Regions from separate parts of the Mus musculus genome. Here region 1 is linked to region 2. Evidence: chromatin contacts called from public promoter capture Hi-C data. All regions are on one chromosome and are shown on one strand. The core of a region is the stretch at or near the end of the contact, and the rest is flanking DNA. Distances in the headings are between cores, read along the strand shown.

The links. Capture Hi-C pulls out chosen DNA fragments and counts their contacts.
Region 1: a promoter capture Hi-C map of adipose tissue shows a contact between it and region 2. The contact joins two enhancer-like sites. A contact is called at or near these places in 1 of 39 promoter capture datasets (pre-B cells), 1 of 484 Hi-C or Micro-C datasets (pro-B cells), 1 of 115 datasets of contacts at active chromatin or transcription factors (embryonic forebrain) and 2 of 9 other capture datasets (adipose tissue and liver).

Annotation. Positions count from the first base shown.
Region 1 is chr16:4,602,939-4,610,263 of GRCm38.p6, forward strand. Glis2 (GLIS family zinc finger 2) reads left to right here. Exons shown (of 7, transcript NM_031184.3): 2 at 5,660-5,880; 3 at 7,320-7,325. The coding sequence starts at 5,709. Among named protein-coding and RNA genes, the nearest start is that of Glis2, 12 kb to the left of the region's middle. Within about 2 kb of position 3,858, at least 58 of the 459 cell types and tissues checked have an H3K27ac peak or open chromatin away from gene starts, as enhancers often do. A contact at or near this core is called in adipose tissue, where this site is marked.
Region 2 is chr16:4,367,173-4,374,418 of GRCm38.p6, forward strand. All of the region lies in intron 2 of Adcy9 (adenylate cyclase 9), which reads right to left. Among named protein-coding and RNA genes, the nearest start is that of Adcy9, 50 kb to the right of the region's middle. Within about 2 kb of position 3,194, at least 67 of the 459 cell types and tissues checked have an H3K27ac peak or open chromatin away from gene starts, as enhancers often do. A contact at or near this core is called in adipose tissue, where this site is marked.

The DNA.
Region 1 (7,325 bases), core at 2,608-5,107, 240 kb after region 2:
GTTGCCCATGCTGACCATGAACTTCTGACCTCCCTGCCTCCACTTCCCGAGTGTTGGGGTTACATGCCTTTGCCACCATGCCTGGTTTGTGCAGTGCCAGGGGCAGAAATTGGAGCCTTGTGTTTGCTAAGCAAGCATGTTACCAGAAGAGCCCCTTACCCAGAACGGTTCTGCCTGTGTTCGACCTTGCTGAGTCTGTGCCTCTAACTGCCCACCCCTCCCAGGGATTGCAGTGGCCGGCCTTGCCCAGCCCTGCGTCCTTCCCTTCCCACCCAGCAGGCTGTGTGGGGGCTGCTTGGCCTGCTTGCCTCTGGCTGAGGCCCAGGTGCAGGCTTGCTCATGGCCCTATACCCTCCCCCCCAAAGCTGGGCAGACAGGAAAATACCAGACATAGTTGTGCAAAGGTGGCTGCAGGCGGGCAGGCAGCAGGAGGTGGGGGCCGGAGAAGGGGGCCCAGAACATTTGGAGGCCTCTGGACCAGACAGACCTTGCAGCTGAAGGGCCACATGTTTGCATGAGTGCTTGTGTGTGTCAGGGTTCTCAGGGCTCTGTTAACCCATCCTCCAGGTCTGGGACAAGGACAGGCCTATGGTGGGGCTGGTGAGGGGTGCAGAAGGAGTAAACCTCCTGGCCTTTAAGTTTCAGCTCTGGAAGACCTTGGTAGACTCTGTGTAGGTCACCCCAGCCTAGGGCAGAAATGTGGACCCTCAGGGCTACTAGTTACTGGCATCTCCCGTGTGGCTGCCTCTAGGGCAAGGCTTGTCCTCTAGGATGTCCTGAGTATCTAGGCTCATACTGTGGTGCTTGAGTTACCAGTGAAGAAACTGTCCTGTGGAGGCTGAGACAGTGACTGGGAGCCACATAGCCAGGGGAGGTTACAGCCAGGTAGTTTGCTGGCTTTGTTCAATGAACTTGTAATGGTCAGGTTCTCTGCAGGCTGTGTTCTCAGGTGTCGCTCAGCCAGTCAGTCCTCAGTGCTCTTTAGCAGAGAAGAGTTCATATCTGGACTGGTTGTCTGGGGACATTTGAGTTTCTAATGAGGTGGTGTGAATAGGCCAGGTGCCCCCACTTAGGACTGTGAGGGAGCTACACATAGTCATGGCTTTCCAGGGAAAGCAGACTCCAGGCCCTTCCAGGACAGTGGCCTTGGCCCCTTTCTTAGGCCTAGAAGGCTTCTGGCTTCTACACCCTCCTTCCAGGGCCTCTTTGTGCTGTCAGGCTCCACAGCCCCCCCCCCCCCCCAGGGTACCCTCCCAACTCTGTGGTCACTCCACAGGACAGTAGAGGCTCTCGAAGCGGTACAAGCCAGCCAAAGTTCTGGTCTGCAGTGAGAGTTTAATGTTTGTACAGGGAGGACCAGGCCTCAGGACTGTTCTTATAGGCTAGGGACCGTAGCAGGGGTGACCTCAGGATTGTTCTTATAGGCTAGGGACCGCAGCAGGGGTGACAGGATGATGTTCACTTTACAGTGCCTACTGTGTGTCTAGCGCTGTTCTATATGTTGAACGTTACATCCCAACTTAGGGAAGGGGAGAAGGGGGTCAGGGAACGACAGGAAGTAGCAGAGTGGGGTTAAGGCTCCATGTGGTCCGACCCATTAGAACCCTGCCTGCTGCCTGGTTGGGAAGGGCCCTGAGAGGTCCTTCCTTGCCGTTGCCCTCCAGTCTCCCTCACTGGGCGGCCAAGGAGGGTGGGGCTTTTGGCCAGAGTAGGGAGCACAGGCGGTTCCCAGGAATGTGGGGTTATGGGCCGGCTGCTTTGGCAAGTGTTGCTGCCCTCAGCTCTCCCAGCCTTCTGGTGGCCCCCAGTCCCCTCGTCCCCTCCAGTGCCTACCCAGTGCCTGCCCTGCTGCCTTTCTTGGGTTCTGTACCTAGGTATCCCTCCATAAACCCTCTGAGTGGGGAGGCAGTAACCAACCTAAGTCAAGTCCAGGGGCACAGGTGGGGCCGATAATCCCTTGTTTGTTACAGATGAACTCTGTGACCCAGGGCAGGTCACTCTCCCGAGCCTCAGTTTCTGCATCTATAAAGTGGGATGAAGTGGCACCTGGTGTGACAGGTGCTGCTATGATGGACTATCAGCCTCTGGCTGGTGCAGTCACTGACATAGACAGCATGGTGGTCTTGCCACCCATGATTACAACCCAGGGCAGACACTTCCCCCTAGACTTCAGTTTCCTGGTGCTAAAGTGATGTTCCAGTTGGAGACACTCTTAGATCAGGGCCTGGCTACTGTCAGGTGAAAGGAGACCAGGAATTCAGTTTTAAGTGTGTGTGTGTGTGTGTGTGTAACTGTGAAGCTAGCCTTGAATTACTGATCTAATTGCCTCCATCTCCCAAGTGAGCATGACTGACTGTGTGGAGAGGTGCATCTTGGGTCACTGTCCCCAAGTTCTAGGCTGGTTTTGCCATAACTAACTAAATGTGCAGTTTCCAGACTACCCCTGGTGAAATGGGGGTGTTCACCATATTAGTGATACATACGGCTGTGGGTTGGGGGGCAGTTCACCTTTGCTGAGGTCCTTGTTGAAGGTAGCCCTCCCTCTGGAAGGGAAGAAAGGACTTCACCCCAGCGGGAATTTGGTCCCCTTCTCTTAGCTTGGTGTCTTTGAAGCTTAGTTTCCCCAAGAGGGAGGGATGGTGGTCTATATTGGTCTATAGGGGGCCTGGTGCCCTGCAGGAGCTGCAGCTGGGGACCGTCTGCGCAGGGTCTGCAGTGGGCGCACAATAGCAGTCATTGTCTTGGCATGGCTGGCTGGAGGCGCCCAGCCCACCCTCAGGGTGACCCCCGCTCGGGTTGTGGGAGGGCTGTCTCCACCCCTGCCACCCCGGTGGTCTCTGCTCTTCCTCCCTTACTGCTGCTTCCTCCAGCTCCCTCTGCTCTAATTAGTTCCTTTTGCAGCTGGAAGAGCCTCCAGGGCTGGCCCAGCACCCTTTGGGGTTGCTGCTGCGGGTTCCCTTCATGGCCCTTGCAGGTGGGTGTGTCTCGGGACACACCTAGCCTACCAGGAGTGAGTGCTACAAAGCATGGCCTTTGGTCCCTGATCGCAGCCCTGCAGCCCAGGGTGAGAGTCACTCAGCCATCTGACCAGTAGGAAAACAGGCACAGGTGGTTTCTCCGGCAAGTCTTTCAGGCGGGTGGACTCCCTACCCCTGGGTATTGTACCCATGAGAGAGGGTGGTATCCCGTCCCTTTGGACCAGTAAGTTCCGGAGACCCACTGGTTCCAGATATCCTGAACTATAAGGGCAAGCTGCTGCTGGACCTTGGCTAAGGAGGTGATGGCTTCACTTTTCCCAGGATCATGGCCTGCCATTGTCCTTGTTCCAGGCATTTAAGTCTGGCTGGAGAGCTGAGCTGCAGAGTCAGTTAGAAGAATGGGGGACCTGCCTTTCTCCTCCCCCTTTCATCTAGCTCTAGGACAAAACCAAGCTGAAGCCAGATAGGCTGCTGCTGGCTGGGAGTAGGAGTGAAGAGGTCTTTGAGGTTGGCCATGGTCAAAGCATGAGTGGGGTCATAGGCCATCTGCTCCCTTGGGGTGGAGGATCAGAAAACTAGCAGGACTCGTTGCGACATCTCCTTCCTCCTTTCTTAGGAGGAGTGCAGAGCCTGGGCTGGATCCTGGCTTCCAAGAATGATCCCTACCTCCCTGGACAGAACCAAGGGACAGGAAGTGAAAGGGTATCCCTGGAGACTGGATCTGCTGATGGTGGGGGTGGGGCAGTCATTGGCGTCTCCTTTCCTGCTCTGGGTGCTGGCCTCCTCACCCAGGGAGATGGACCCTAGGTGAATGCTGTGCTGTTCCCTGGAGGTCCTCAGAACCAGATGACAGATCAGAGGCTCCTCCTAGGCTCCCTCTGGTGGGAGGACATGAGACAGGAGCAGGTGCCAAAGGCTACTGCTTGGTTGGCACTGTGACTGAGAGCCAGTGCTTGACTCTCTAGCTCAGGCACCCTGCCAGGGGTCTTTTCTCCATGGTGGGTGGTGGGGGCAGAGAAACCTGTGGCTTTGGGCCAGACGAGGGACCAGGCCACCAGCCCTTCCTGGCTCCTGAATTCTTAATCAGCATAAATATTTACTTCCTTCCTCCCCTTCCAGGCTCCCAGCATAGAGGAGCTTCAGGGAGGTTAGACTGAGACTGCGTCTAAAAATAAACAGGTAGAGACAGACAGACAGATTTAACGGGCTACAGGTCAGGCAGAGGGCAGCCTTTGCCTAGACAGGAATGGATGAGAAGGTCTAAGGCCATCACCATCACCTACCCACCTACATGGGTCTGGGACTCCCAAGAGGGTGGTGCTCTGGTCACCAGGGTATGATACAGTGAGTCTCTGGTCCAAGCGTTGTCTGAGCAGTAACAAGTGCATCTGACAGCCTCAGTGGGGACAAGTTACAGACCTGAATCTCACAGTAAACAGGTTTCCTGTGCTCTGATGATGCAGCCCTGTGTGCCCAGATTCCATGTAGCCACATGTAGTGGGAGCTGGAGATACATCCTTACAAGCAGGATTGCATTGCAGGCCAAGGAAGGGTGCACACTGTGTACTGGGGAATGCCGCTGAAGCTTGGAGTTTGAGGGCATAAGAGGGAAGCAAGGGACGACCAGGTAGGAGAAGCTGCCCTAGAGCCTTGGCCTGGAGAACAGATGGGAGGAACACAGTGAGTGACTGTCCTCTCTGCCATCTCCGCCCCATGTAAGGGCACAAGGTCTTACAAGCCCCCGAGGACACACTCAGCTGCTCCAGGTATTTTTCAGGTTTTTCCTTCCATGCCCACTTTGTATTAAATACAGTAGTAGAGTCTTTTAGTGTGGGTGTTCAGTAAAAAGATTTTTGCAGTGTGACAGTCTACACGAACAAAGGCCAGAGAAACAAGTGGGAGGTCTCTCGAGGGCGGAAGGTGAGGTGTTTGGTGTGGAAGGGCTGGCCTTGTGCTGTGAAGACCCCGCAGTTGCATGAGAGGAGGAGAGTCGCAGTATGAAATTTTAAGAATGTTACCACTAGCTTTTTCTACCTACTGTCCTTTTCTGGTCCTGCAGAACAGGTCTGGCCACAGTCCTCAGCTGCCCCCTGGTGGCAGCCAAAGCTCACTGGCCCTGGTTTTTGTCACAGCCTCTTTTACCTGGGAGGTTCAGTCCTTGTTCTTGCAGAGCCTTGCCTGGGACCAGCCCTCAGGCTGCTTTCCTTGGAGGTGATAGTCCCCTGCCCTGACCGGGCATTTCTGGCACGCTTAGTGGGTGCTTAACTGGTCACCAAGGACTACTGCTTGCATCTTGGAGGATTTTTGCTGCTCCTGGCCTCCTTTTAGGTCTCCGGATTCAGACTGGCAGGCCTCCTAAGCGTAACTTCCCATCTATCAGAAGCAACAGTTGGGGCTTAGCCAGCTAGTTTCTGGGAGATGTAGCTTCAAGTCTGGCCATTCTGCCAGACTGTGAGTTCTGCGTGATTGGGGGCAGTCTCTAACACTCCCATGATTAAATGGAGACTATAAACTTGGCCTATCCCAAAAGGCTAGTAGGGAGTGGCAGTGGAATGTAATTTGACTCTCCAGGATGCCAGTAAGCCAGGCCATTTAGGCTGTCCTCTCTACTCCTCTGCTCCCAGAAGTTTCAATGGGTATAGCTGAAAGAGAAACCTAAGGCTACACGACCTCTCCTGCAGGTTCCTGCCTCAAGACCAGTTGGGTACATCTTTGACACGCCCTCCCACCATGCACTCCTTGGACGAGCCCCTCGACCTAAAGCTGAGCATCACCAAGCTCCGAGCGGCAAGAGAGAAGAGAGAAAGGACACTGGGTGTGGTCCGGCATCATGCTTTGCATCGAGAGCTGGGCCTGGTGGACGATAGCCCCGCCCCTGGCTCCCCAGGCTCTCCACCACCAGGTACTTCACCCGTCAGCTGGGGCCTCAGGCGGGACTGCGCCATGTGTGCCCAACAGGAAGGAGCTTACAGGTTCCAGCTGACAGCGCCACCGGCACTCGTGTCCACTCATCCCTTAAGTGGATGAGATCTGCCTAATTTCACACGGCATGCAGGCATGCATGTAGAACTAGCTCCAACCGAACAAAGCCTATGGAAGGATCTGGAAAGAAGCGGGAGAGGAGTGGGCAAAGCTAAAGTTCCGAGACTGTAGCTGTGGACTCTGAGGTTATTCTATGTATGGGTGGTGACTGAGGGTAGTGATGTGTCTTAGAGATGCTTCGTGCCCACACCTGGGTGGTATTCATCTCATCTGTTTAACCTTCCGAGAACCGGCGTACCATGTGCTTGAGGTGGGAGAGTCAGTCAGCTCATGGAGAATGAATCTAATTTAATAAATCTCAGTGCAGGGTTCCTTCCCGCCTTACGCCATTGACATTCCCCAATGAACACACACAGGACAGACACACACAGCCTCAAGCAGCACAGTAGCAGGGCCTAACCTCCACGCTGCTGCAATCACCTCCCACCCAGAACTCCGAGTTACTACTTACTAGTTTCTGTGTCCATCTTGGCTGCTCTTGACCCAACTGAGCAGCCATCTGGGTCAAGTTCTCTTGGCCCCTTTACATGGCGGCCCTGCTTCTCCCTCCTGCACTCTTCTTCTTCCATGGCCTCTCTCTCCTCTCCTCTCCTCTCCTCTCCTCTCCTCTCCTCTCCTCTCCTCTCCTCTCCTCTCCTCTCCTCTCCTCTCCTGCACACTTCCTAAGGCATGGCAGCTACCTACCTCTTCTCCTCCTCATGGTCCCAAGCTGGAAACCTAACCCCACCCCTCTCTCCTCCCCAACTATTGGCTGCTGGCATCTTTATTTACCATTCAGAATTAACTGGGGGTAGGGTCCTAGAAGCTATGTGCAGACACCCTAGTGCAAACAGTTTTGAAGAACCCAAATTAGCATTTGAATACAAGCAGCTACAAACTTATCCCAGTTTTCCCATTTTATAGAAGGGAACATGGAGGCAGAATATTATAGGGAGTAGGGTAGTCTTGTGTTTCAGTTCCAGTTCTGCTGTTTATCCCATGAGGTAGGTCTCATCTGTAAGATGGGTATTTCTAATTTCCTTCTTTGTTGTTGAGATAACCTTGTGTAGTGTCGGCTGCCTCAGCCTCTTGGGTGCTGTGATTACTCAGGTATAAACACCACAGTATAAAGTCAGCTTCCTGTTTGTGGCAGCCAGCTCTCTTGGTGAAGGTCAGACACTCTGTGACTATGCTAGCTGTTCCTTGGATGTCTGGGGTCCCAGAGGAGTTGGAGTTGGAGATGGTGACAGGGATCCAGAGGTGGTGGGACTTGGTCCACCAAGATGCCAGCTGGCTTCTCTGAAACATGATCTCCTTCAGGTTTCC
Region 2 (7,246 bases), core at 1,944-4,443:
TAGCCTAATCTTTCAATTAATTGCTAAAGTTTTAGATATTGAAAACTATATGCACAACTTTATTGTGCATAGAGACCTCAGAATTCTGGCCTAAAAAAGTAAACAGGACATTAAAAGAAACTCTAACAAAACTCTCCACAGAGTCTCTCCTTTAAAGCTAGGCCTCCCTCCTTTGCTTTAACATAGTCTGCCTTATCCCACATAGGGAGGGATTTAGCCCCTATGAAGTTCTCTTTGGAAGGCCTGTCTCACTGCTTCCCAGGCTCAGAGACCAGCAGTTGGCGGGACTCCCACTCCTGTGGCTGTGAAGGTATTACATTGTGGATCCACCACACCCAGGTCAAGAAAGTGGGAGCTCAGATGTGGCCAAATGGACAGTCTCTAGACTATGGAAAATAAAGATTACACTGAGGCCCTGGGCCATTCTACTCCCTGCCCCACCACTTTCTCCTGAAATGTGTGTTTTGCACTATAGCTATAAACACAGGGTTACAGTCTGGCCCCTGCTGCCCTCAGGCCTGGACTGGAAACTGAGGAAGACAGATACAGAGAAAGTATTAGTCATGGCTGTCACAAGATGAAAGATGAAACCAGGTCTAGTGTGACTACAAATCAGCAGCCCATATTCCAACCACTACCTCTGCTCACTGACGCCCACTCTGAGTGTCTCGTTGTATTGGCAAAAGGAAAAGATATGGGAATTTATCTTTTAAGACAGAATTTACAACTCTATGCATTCCCTGTGCCTGCTTCTGTCCCAAGGTTGCCAGAAACAAGGGAGTTTCCACTGCATAAATTGGGGTTGTAAAACTGAGGCTTCCTGAAATTTTCCTTTAAAAAAAATTCTGGCATTTAGGAAACAGGAAAGACCTGGGGAATCAGACTCTATGTCACAGGGAGGGACACTGGGGATCAAGTTAATCATTCCCAGCAGGAAATAGGCCAGGATTGCTGGATGCGCTTAGACTCCCACCTCCTTCACAACACAGATAAGAATGAGCCAGACTATCAACCCGCTGACTGACAAAGCTCGATGTGACTGGGGGCAGCCCAGATTAACATCAGAGGACTTACAACTTACAATAGGCTAAAATTTGCCCACTGTAATATCCCAAAACTGTTAACCTAGGCAATTCCCCTGATTGAGATGCCAGTCATTCTGCCTTTTGTGTTAATTCATCTGGACAACAGCAATATTACTGGGCCCCTGAGACTTACTTGGTGGGCACGCACCAATGGTTTGACTGAATGTGCCTCTTCTGTTGCTTTGCAAACTAAGTAGACAAGTTGATCAGGACCTAGAGGTATTATAACAACAGGTAGATTCCCTTGCAGAAATGGTCATACAAAATTGGAGGCTTAGACTTACATCTCCTGAGCTAAAGGAAAATATGGCTTTGGGGGGGAAATTGTTGTCTCTATGCTAATTGACCAGAGTAATGTAAAAGAATGTTGCTGGGTTGGGAAAAAACGCAGAGAGAGAGGAGAGACAGAGACACAGACAGACACTGAGATTACTCAGACAACTGGTACCAGGCTCTGTTCTCCTGGTCCCCTGGCTAACTACTCTGCTGCTAGCATTGACTGGGTCTTTAATTCTCATTCGAACTGAATTACTGGTGGGCCCTGTATCTTAAACTGTAAGTATTAAGACTGAGCTCAGACTTGCACTAACCCTTCCACCTTAGCCTCCCCAGACCCGGAATGAGGCCATGGGCCTCCTTACTTGACTTCCACTCCTAATCTCTAAGTTCCCACATGCTTTGCCTCTCAAGACAGCTTTGCTCTTCCATTGATGAGCAGCTGGGTTTCACAAAGTCAGTATGTTAAGAGATAAAAAACAACCACTGCCTTCTCTTTGAGGGGCAGATAGATTGACATAGGAATCTGTCACATGCTATGTGAATCTATGTTCAAGACAGAAAGCGAAAGGACACTGGCAGCTACACGGGATCCTCACAGCCTCGCCTCACCTCACAGACCCAAGTCTTCTGGCTGAAGAGTTTTGATTCCAAGGAGGCTCAGTCTCCCCAGCCACACCTCACACTTCAGAGATAGATGAATGGAATATCTCTGTTCTTTTCTCCCAACACAGTACATGTTGGCTTGAGAACAAGCAAAGAACATAGTTTTCCTCCATAGTAGGGGTGTTCATTCCACAACGGCAAGGTTTTTAGTGGGTGGATGAGAGGAAATACACTTATTTTCCAAAACCACTCAAATACAGAATCAGTCTCCAGCACAGGACACAGGTGAGCTGAGAGGAGCTGACAGAGACCTGAGAATTCTGGGAGAACCTTGATCATGGGGCTTGGGTGGCAGGAGGCCCAGCAGAGGCAGTACACTGCAGCACAGCCAGGGTTCAAGACCAGACACTGCTCCTAAGCTAGACTTGAAATTTATCTTTATTACCTAGGCTGGACTCCATTGCCTGGGAATCACAGACTGAATTCCAAGAACACAGTGAGGAGAAAGACCTTGGGTTTCAGATGACCAGTAAGACCTCTCAAACTTACTGCTCTCAAGTGTGCACTTGGCCTTTCCTCACAGCCCACCCTGGTCCTCTGGGAAAGACGCCAGGTATGGACAAAAGAACCCAGTTCTGTACTGTGCTCTCCCTAGACTAAACAGGTCTGAATTAGGGAAGGGTGCAAAAAAAGAGCTCCTCATTGGTTTCTGGGCTCTGTCTGTGGGGAGACATACAGAAATGAATACAGGAGGAAACAGAAATGCCCAATAATCAGGAGCTGTCATGAAAATACCAAAGAAATCTAATTAATTGTAAGTACTATTTTAAAGCAGTATTTGTGCTGCCATTTTAAAATTAGAAAACATTAATAACATTAAGATGAAGTCCCAGTTAAGAGAAATTGACTGTGCATTGTTCAAATTTCATTTAATTCTTTGACAGTGGAAAAAAAAATCATCCTAAATTAGTTCCATACACTGACTGCTGAGACACAATTTACTCCTTTGTCGTGGCTTCCTCTTCTGTGGTTTGTGTGACTCTTCTTTGTTCAACAAGTGGCAGGACAATGTCAAAACAGAGTGTGAAAATTGAGCCATTCAAGCCTACGTGAGCCTAACGCAACCCTCTCCCTCCTGTCCTTGAGAAGGGTATGGGTCAGGCAGAAAGGAACATCAGTGCACTCGCAAGAACTGAGCAGAGAGATGGCACTCATCCAGGCACACAAGTGAGGCCAAATGGTGAACCACCGATGACACACGCGTGCCAACTCCTGCTTTCCCAAGAGGAGCCCGCTCTGCCCTGCCAGAGGGTAGGAGGTACACAGGAATCCTCTCCACGTTCCCAGAACTTGTTGTGATGTCTTGCGCACAGGGACTGAACACAAGATGTTGTTGGCCTAGACAATGTAACAGCTACATGTTCCAGCAGAGCCCACTCTAGCAAGCTGCCTGGTTCTCTGACACAGCCTGAGGGTCTCCAAGAACCACTTGGGCAGGTTCTTCAGTCCCTCACTGGAGAAAACCCAGTAATGTCTCCAAGGATCATTCCTGATTTCAATGAGGAAACTGTAATTCCTGAGCAGAAAAGTTCTAAACCTGGAGAAGGAGAAGCAGATGGCTTGCAGTGGCAAAGGTCACTACCTAGCAACTGACTCACAGCTCCAAGCTGGGAAACTTAGCTGAGGGGATGTCTAGCTCACTGGGAAACTGGGAAACCTTCACTCTGCCACCTGTTTGTCCATACGTCTACAAGTAGACAGTGAGCTCCTGCCTTGCAGAGCTGTGTAGATCCTAACCTGGGACTACACTTAGACCAATAAGAAATTGTTGTGCCAAGGCAGTTGGCCACAGGCAACCATACACACAGACACCCCTGCCCCCTTAACCAGGGCAAAACCAATTCTCCTACATGTGCCTGACCAGCTCAGACCTAAGCCTAGCCCTCCCTAGTGCTGACTTGAAAATGGATAGATAGTTCTTCCAGACACAGAGCAAAGCACAGAACCACTCTGATGAGAAACACTGCTACAAAGATCCACCCTTCTGACCTAGCACGTCCACACCCGTGACACCTTTATCAACAGTCAGCTATTCTCCAGGGTCAAAACCTTCCCTCTGACTGAGAAGTGTTGATGAGGAAGATATTTTCTTCCCCTTTTGCTGAATAGCAAGCAGTTCTGTTTAGACTGCTACTACAAAGACCCACCCCTAATTAGCAGGGTCACCTTTTAAGAGAAAAGTATAAAATGTTAAAATAGTTATTAGGGTTAACCTTGATTGTCAACAGGATTTTAAAATCTAGAAACAGATCTCTGAGCACATCTGTAAGGGGCTTTCTAGATCACTTTAATAGATGCCCTACCCTAAATATGGCTGGCATTCTAAAAGAAATAAAAAAGAAAGAAAGAGCCAAGCCCCAGCACTGGTTATTCACTCTGCTTCCAGACCATGGATATAATGTGACCAGTGGCCCCAAGTTCCTGCCTTTCCAGCTGCCGTGGAATATACCCTTGAACTGTGAGCCAACGAAGTCTTCCTTAAGTGGCTTCTGTCAGATATTTTATCATAGCAATGAAAAAGTAACTAACACACTGTATGCTTGCCAGCACAGGCAGACCTGAGTTTGTCTGCTGTGGTCTACTGAGGCTTTGAGGCTGCCAGTCCCCTGATGCTGGTGATAAGGTCTGGGGCTCGATGGCCCAGAGGTCAGAAGATATACAAGGCTACTGATCAAATAAACAAAAATAGTAAATACAATAAGAAGAGGCCAAGGACGGGATAAAGTTAAAATGACCTATCCATGTGGTGAAGATTACATCTTGTTTCTTATAGCTAGTTAGGTGGGTAGACACAGAGTTCTAACGCCTGCCTACCCAATGCATGAACAGATATGTATATATAAAAGCTATGCTTGTGTGTCCCTTAATATGTCCACTGAGATCTAACAGACAGAAGCAATGGACAATTGCTTACCATTCTCTGCTATAGGAAACCAAGGCTTACTGCAGCAAAGGCCAATTCCAGAGCTGGAGTGAAGAAACATTCATGAAGAGCCCAGAAAGTATTTTGTCAAAAAGTAAAGGAGTCTTCAAGGATGGCAGGGACACACTAAAAGGACACAGCATGAACGAGCTCCCACCAGGACAGTCGGAGCTTGAAAGCAAATGTTGATAGTAAAGGATTACATAAACCCAATGACTACAAACTGGGGGGGGGGGGGCAGATAGAGGGAGGGAGGGAGGGGAAGACAGGGAGGTAGGGAGGCAGGCATACTCACTCTCTTAGAGCAGAACGACAGCTAACAAATATAGATGAGATAGTGCAATTAGAACATCACTGTTTGGTAACTACCATACTAACTGATGCATCCAAGGAAACAAAGATAGCTAAAGGCCTAATGAGAAACACAATTCTAACAGTTACAAATGTTTGTTTCCCTTATAGAGTACTACTTTTTAACCAAATTGTAAATGATAACCAATTAATTTTATGATGGAAAAAAACTCATCAATTCTGCCCCAAGTAATGAAACATGACAGATCTAGAAATAACAAACACTACATCAGCAGGGCTGGATTCACATCGCCTCTCTGCAGCATTCTTCTCTGCACATCCTAAATCTAGTCATGAGCAAACCTAAACTAATGGCTGTCGCACAAAATAACTAGCCAGTTGTCTTCCAAAATGTCCAAGTCATGAAAGGACAAAGATGAAGGAAGAAGCTAAAGAGCTGTGACAACTGGGAGCATGGATCGGCTCTGATGGACATTTCTCAAAACAGCAACTGGCACAGTATGCAGGGGCCTGAGGCTTAGGTACTGCACGATGGCAATGTTGCCTTCCTGACTAGGGAAGGTGGATGCTTGTTGGACGTATGGAAAGAATGCTTGTTTTTAAGAAATACTTAGGAATATTAAGGGGTGCTGGCTGAAACCTGGTTCCCAAATGATGGGGGGCGGGGGGGGAGAAGATGTGTGTGTTTATGGCATGTGCATGTATATGTGTCTACATCATAGTGAGTGGTGAAGATATATTTGGAAATTTGGGGTGTATTCTGAGAATTTCTGGACATCTGGAACCTGTGAGCACTAGAATCCAGCACTCTGAGCTCTCCATAGCTCACTATTCTTACAGACTGTTCAGAAAGCAGTCACTACTCACTGAGCACCCACCACTCTCCACATTACCAATCCTCTTCAGTTCAAAGAAAGAAAGAAAGCACAAGTCACAGAGTATGACCTCAAGATCATGTTAAGGGACACCTGCCTGGCTCCTTTCTATCAAGGACAATGACTCCTGGTAGGCAAACAAAAATGGAGGTTTAATTCTCAAAGGGAATGCTGTTCACTTATAAAGTGTGGCTGATATGTCACAATAAACACAGTGAGGAGGTAAGAAATAAAAGCCAGGAGCTGTGGGGCCAAGGAAGAGACATGTTTACTATGTCACTAGCTAGTCCTCCAGTGGCCAGGTCCCTCAGATGTCAGCCACATGTAACAGGGTGGCACCAGGTAATAGCTCTCTGACTGGACACCCCAGGAGAAATGTCTGGTTGTACTTAGTACTCTCTTACCTTAAAGACTAAATGGCCTCTGGGAAAAAAAAATGGGTCATGGAACATTGTAAGCCTGTCACAGAAAGGGCAATGTAACTGTCTTGGAATCTCAACCCCATCTCCAGTGAGTGGTCAATACTTCATAAACACTCAAATGAAGGTGTCAGCAAACAAGTACCTGATATAAGCTTATGTGTCAGCTGGATCCCAACAAAATTCAAGCCTCCTACTGTGACTTCATCTGGAAATGGTGTCTTTGCAAGTGTGATTTAAGGAGCGACAAGAGATCCTTCTAGAAAAGAGTAGGGCCTAAATCCCAAAACAGCATCCTTGAAAGATACAGCAAAAGGCAAAGAGACACAGAGCAGAGGTTGTATATGAGAAGGCAGAGACTGGAGACATGCAGTTCCAAGCCAAGGATGGAAACAACCCCACTAGAACCAGAAAGGGTGGGATGGACTTCAGGACTTCAGATCCAGCCCTGCCCACCTTTAAACCCTCTTCTGTTGTTTTAGGTGCACAGTTTCAGGGGCTTTGTTATAGTAGCCAGAGGATGCTATTACCAAAGTAAAGAATATTTAATATGCTTTCTTCTGCTATACCAAAATCTCCCTTACCACAGTAACTATGAAGATGAGCCACTTTAACATAGTCTTCCTCCAGCCAACTGTATCAGTCCCAGGTCTGCAAGACTATCTAATCATAGTTTCTCTTTGACACTGT